2 separate regions of the Danio rerio genome follow, and region 2 is linked to region 1. Evidence: chromatin contacts called from public Hi-C data. All regions are on one chromosome and are shown on one strand. The core of a region is the stretch at or near the end of the contact, and the rest is flanking DNA. Distances in the headings are between cores, read along the strand shown. Region 1 overlaps galnt1 (UDP-N-acetyl-alpha-D-galactosamine:polypeptide N-acetylgalactosaminyltransferase 1). Region 2 overlaps galnt1 (UDP-N-acetyl-alpha-D-galactosamine:polypeptide N-acetylgalactosaminyltransferase 1).

The links. Hi-C and Micro-C count contacts between places; a contact is called where the count stands out from the background.
Region 2: a Hi-C map of an unstated tissue shows a contact between it and region 1, with 1.6 times the contacts expected there. The contact joins two enhancer-like sites. A contact is called at or near these places in 2 of 18 Hi-C or Micro-C datasets (hematopoietic stem cells and an unstated tissue).

What each region holds. Positions count from the first base shown.
Region 1 is chr16:29,997,870-30,000,643 of GRCz12tu, reverse strand. All of the region lies in intron 1 of galnt1 (UDP-N-acetyl-alpha-D-galactosamine:polypeptide N-acetylgalactosaminyltransferase 1), which reads right to left. Among named protein-coding and RNA genes, the nearest start is that of galnt1, 13 kb to the right of the region's middle. Within about 2 kb of position 1,348, at least 4 of the 62 cell types and tissues checked have an H3K27ac peak or open chromatin away from gene starts, as enhancers often do.
Region 2 is chr16:30,083,763-30,086,462 of GRCz12tu, reverse strand. All of the region lies in intron 2 of galnt1 (UDP-N-acetyl-alpha-D-galactosamine:polypeptide N-acetylgalactosaminyltransferase 1), which reads right to left. Among named protein-coding and RNA genes, the nearest start is that of galnt1, 98 kb to the right of the region's middle. Within about 2 kb of position 1,327, at least 7 of the 62 cell types and tissues checked have an H3K27ac peak or open chromatin away from gene starts, as enhancers often do.

The sequences.
Region 1 (2,774 bases), core at 99-2,598:
TAAAACACAAACTTTTCTGTCATGCAGTTATAGACTACCCCCAAAGGTGCAATACTTCTCTTTATATTTTTTTCACCATAAGTGAAAATGTTGTTTGAAACTTTGAATGACATGTCTGATGTAAAGTTCTGTTTTTGCTATCAGAACATTGTTTTGTTAGTAAAACGTTGCTAGGCAGCAGAGTGACACATATTTAAAAGCAAAGGAAAAGTAGTGTATGTGAAATGTATGTGGTCAATTTGACCATTACGACCTTTCAAAGAAGAAGTACTCAGAAAATAACCCTTTTTTGTCTCATTTTTTCTAGTGAATAATCTATAGTATAAAGTGCTCTATAAATAGACAAAATTGACTGCATACATGCACATGGCTGTCATAAAATGCTTTATTAATTGCTATATTCCAACCCCTGTAGTTTTCAACCCAGGCTCATTCTCAAAATGCTATATAGACTTCTGGAGAGCACCAAATATGTCCCAGGAGGTACGTTTTTTTCCACCAGAGGCCACTCTCGTGAGTGCCATTCACCCTGCTGTTCTCACCTAAATCCACCAGGGGCCACTGTCGACTGACTGACTGACAATTGACTAACCTTCCCTCCTCCTTCCCTAAAGCCAGGCAATAGTTTTTAAAAACACAGACTGACTCGCCCACCCATTTACTAAACGCAACCGACAGTCTTGAAAAGCAATCGAGAAAAAGTACAGCCCTCGTCTGATTTTTACTAAGTTTTCAGATTTTACCACAACCTCACCCTGTTATTAACTTGTTTATTTTATTTTTTGGGTTCTGTTTATGTCTTACCCGCTTTCTGGAACTGTTCTTTGCTGAACTCGAACCCTGTTGTTGTGGTCAATTCCTCTCTGCATCTCAAGTCTGCCAACGTACATGGCGAGCTACTGGACAAACTGGTAACAGTAAGAAAGCTGTCCACATGGAGGTAAGCAGTCAGCTGTTAAGCACGAAAAGGAACAGCATCATACCGCCCTGTAGCGTTCGTTTTAAAGACGAAATGCAGTCATACGTACTTTTAGCTACATAATTTAGGATCTCCAGAAATGTATATAGGGCTACATTCTCAGAATGAGCCTGTGTTGGTAGTCTTAGTTACATCATGTTTATTTTATATTTCATGTTGTGTGCTTCCTTTTCTAACCAGTAGTTTTAAAATGAACTTTGCTGCTTGTATATTGAAGCCTTTTCACTTTTTCACATCAGCTCAAGCGAGAAGCTGAGCCTCCGTAAGACTGAAATCCTAGAATTGCCCCCCGTCTCAATGTCACAAACCCTCTTTACCTCCACTCACATTCACACAACACAGCTCTCTCTTCAACGGTGTAACCAAACCCCCCTTCCAGATTCTGTTCTCTCCAGCACACGCGTCTGTAACTCGACCAACATCCCAGTTTCTATAGTTCTGTTCAACGCACGTCTCTTTATCACGATGTAATCTGCCTGTTTCCTTTGTGCCTCTGTTATCCGATCTAAAGCCAGTCACTTTACATCCTGAGCCATTATACCATCCGCCACTTAATATAGTTTCATGTCCCTGACTTCATTAGAAAAAGGAAGCAAGTGGACAACTAGCTCATTACTCCAGTCTAATTCCCAAGTCCTGCCAGCTGCTCTATTGAACCACTTCCAGATATATATTTTGGATATATTGATACTGAAGGAACTTGAAAGAAGTTTTCACAAAACTCACCTATAAAATCACAGAACATCAACTTAGATAAGCATCTTTCACCTGGCACTAGAAATTTGACAGTAGAAACATTCTGTATCATGGTTATAATGACCAAAATGATCACAGTGATCAGTATTATTATGTTTTTGTTAAAATTATCACACACTTTAGGCATTCCACCAAGTGTTTTATATGAACATTAATAACCAACAAATATATTTATGTAATTTGGTGAAAAACAATGTAAACATGCATCCAATTTTGCATTTGTTTAATTATATTTGGGTTATTTTGTGTGTGTGTGTGTGTGTGTGTGTGTGTGTGTGTGTGTGTGTGTGTGTGTGTGTGTGTGTGTGTGTGTGTGTGTGTGTGTGTGTGTGTGTGTGTGTGTGTGTGTGTGTGTGTGATATAGGTATTCAACACCATTTTTCTCAGAAAACATATTTTTAAAGGCTCCATTAACTTGAAATATTCCCGAGATGTTAATAACAACCAAAGAAATCCATATATACAATTTGAAAACAAATCTAATTAGTTTACAAGTTAAGTTATGTGTAATAAAATCAAACGACGCAGGGAAAAAGTATTGAACACATGAAGGGGGGCTGTAAAAAAGAATGTGAAAGTCCAGACAGCAGCTGAAATCTCTCAGTAGATCTTTAGCAAACCTCTTCCCTTCATCATTGTAAATTAATATTGGCTGCTTCAGTCAAACATCTACATTACCAGCAGGGCTTGACATAAAAATTTTTGAACACCAGCCACTGTGGCTAGTAGTTTTTCAACATTACTAACCACTTTCCATTTTCACTGGTCACAACTTTGTTGTGGGGAAAATGTGTTTCATATGCAGAAATTAGACTTTGGCATGCTAAAATAATTACTTAATATTGATATTGTGTTATTTTTACATGCCTCCTCTTTCAATTAACAATTTTTTTGTGTGTTGTGACCACGCAAGCTGTGCGCGTGACACTAAATCCCTCGTCAGTGGTGAGCATCACATGTGTCTCACTGTGCACATGATCATCCCCCCATTCGCTGTTCACCTGCTTTCTTTTGCTCATGTAAACACAGTTATTTTTGT
Region 2 (2,700 bases), core at 78-2,577, 86 kb before region 1:
TTGAACTATGTACTTGAAAGCTACATTGTTAGCTAGCTTACTCTTTGTAACCAAACCATTACAGTGACTAACTGGAAATAGTGTTGCCAGTATTCTACTGTAAAAAGACCTGGTAAGGTCTAACAGTGTAATGTGTATTTATTATATAGCTCATATATTGTGTATGGCCATATAATCAAAGCGCATCACAATTATGCGAGGGGGTCTCTCCACACCATCGCCAGTGTGCAGCATCCACTTGGATGCTGTGACGGCTGCCAGAGGGCAACAACGCCAAAGCACTCACCACACACCAGATATAGGGGAAGTGAATAGACAGTGACTGAGCCAATTCGATGGATAGGGATGATTGGGAGGCCATGAAGGGTGAGAGCCAAGGGGGGGAATTTGGTCAGGTTACATCCCTACTCTTTATGAGAAGTGCGATTGGATTTTTAACGACCACAGAAAGTCAGGACCTTGGTTTAACGTCTGATCCGTAAGACTGCACTCATTGAAAGTATTCCCTTCACTATACTAAGACTTTAGAACTCACACAGAACGTAGGTTGAGCACCCCCTGCTAGCCTCTCTAACACCACTTCCAAAATAAACCTAGATTTCCCATCTGGTCTCCCATTCAGGTAATGACCAGGCTCAGCCATGCTTAGCTTCAGTGAGTAACCGAAGTTGGAGTACTGTCACCATGGCAAAGACAAAATAAATGAGTTATTAGTTGTTTTTAAATTATTTATTAAAATATTATGTCTAAAATTGTATTTACTCTATTAAACAGCAGAATGAAAAATAATTCAAATTCATGGGCTAAAGATGTTGCCTTTACTGTTTTTATCATTAACAAAACCACTTATTAAATGTTTTCTACATTCCAGTGTTAAAAAAAGTTTTTTTTCAAAAGGTTCGACATTCAGAGATTACAATTTGGATGGAATTTCAAGTGCTACAAAGTTTTGCGCACTCACACACATACACATACACACACACACACACACACACACACAAAACAGAATGTTAATTCAGTCAGAAATTTTATCTCAGATAGTGGCAGAAAAACAAAGCCATTTTCTACTCAGACTGCAATAAAAGCTCTTGCACCTGTACATGCTGAAATGACATCAAGTGCCCATATAAAACAATTACCATCTGAAGAGAACTACAGAGTATAATAATACAGCCTCAATACAAATACTGCACCTGAAGGATACAGACACACACACACACACACACACACACACACACACACACCTATAAGCAAATATCAGAGCACGACTGTGATTGTTCGTTTAAAGTTCTGAGTTTCACATCCTGTGTTACTTCCTGCAAGAGCTTCTTAACGTGTCTTCAAGTCATGCAATATTGATGCTGATGTGAGAAAGGAAAACATATGGCCAGGCACAACCCTGTGTGTCGTGTGGAGATTCTGCTCAATACATCCACACAAACTACACAGATTAGCCGTCGGTCACACACACAAATCTAGACCATCAAACATGTGACCTGAGAGAAACAGACAGACGTGTGGGGGGGGAAGAAAGGCACACAGGAAGAAAAGGAATCAAAGAGAAAGAGATAGCAGTCGCATGCTAAAGCAGGGAGCCTTTTAACAGCTCCGGCTGGCAGGAAAACAGATGGGCGCACAAACCGTTCGCTCAGTCGCACCCCTGGTCGCATCACGCACACACGTCGAGATGTGAGACGGGAGGGTAATTAACTTTCTTTGGCTGTTGCCGTCTGTTAGAGAAAAGCAAATTAAACCCCTACAGCATCTCCTTCTTCCTATTCACAGGGCTCTCCATCTATCGCTCTACGCCTCCACCTCGCTTATCTGCCTTTGGAAATGTTTCAGGGAAGTTTTCCTATTTCAGACACACACTAGCACAATGGAGAGAAGAGAAATGGCAATTGAGATCATGATATTGCTGAGAGAGTGACTGCACGTCCTCTCGTGCACTTTTTTAAAACTGAATCGAAAAAAAAAAAAAACAGACAGAAAGCAAGACAGAATGAGACAGAACTAGAGGAAAACAACAGAAAGAACAACAGCAATGACAGAAATATGAATGATTGAGACAGACTAGAGACAAAGTTCTACAGACAGAACAACCAGCCCGATCTCACCAGTAAACATAACTATATTATGTTTTGTCAGTTTAGTGATAGTTCAGACATACAAAAATAAACTAATTTTAAAAAGAGGCTTGGTACCCAACCCCACCCCTAAACCCGATAATCATTGGGGGAAAAGCTAATTGTACTAAACTGTATGAATGAAATTGTACAACTTTATACGGATTAGCCACAAAATCAGAAAGTTATAAATTGCTGTGAGATAGCATTGAACAGTCAAAGACACAAAGATAGACAGTTGAACAGAGACACAGATAGACAGAACAACAGACAAACATGATGGATTGAATGAAACACCAAGAAGGCAAAAGAAAGAATAATAGAGCAAACAACCAAAACACGAAGAGACAAAAATATTGCTTAATACACAAATCTAACATCTTGTTCAACATATCCTATTTATGTTCAATGAATGATTTAACAATTCACACATAAACTTCATGTTTACATTATGTGTATTATTTTTGAAAACCTATTCAGTCACATCATTTTGATGGTTGTTTGTCGCCACCTATTGGTTAATTGGTTACACAATGTAATTGCTACAACATTCATCAGCATCAAGTTTTATTAA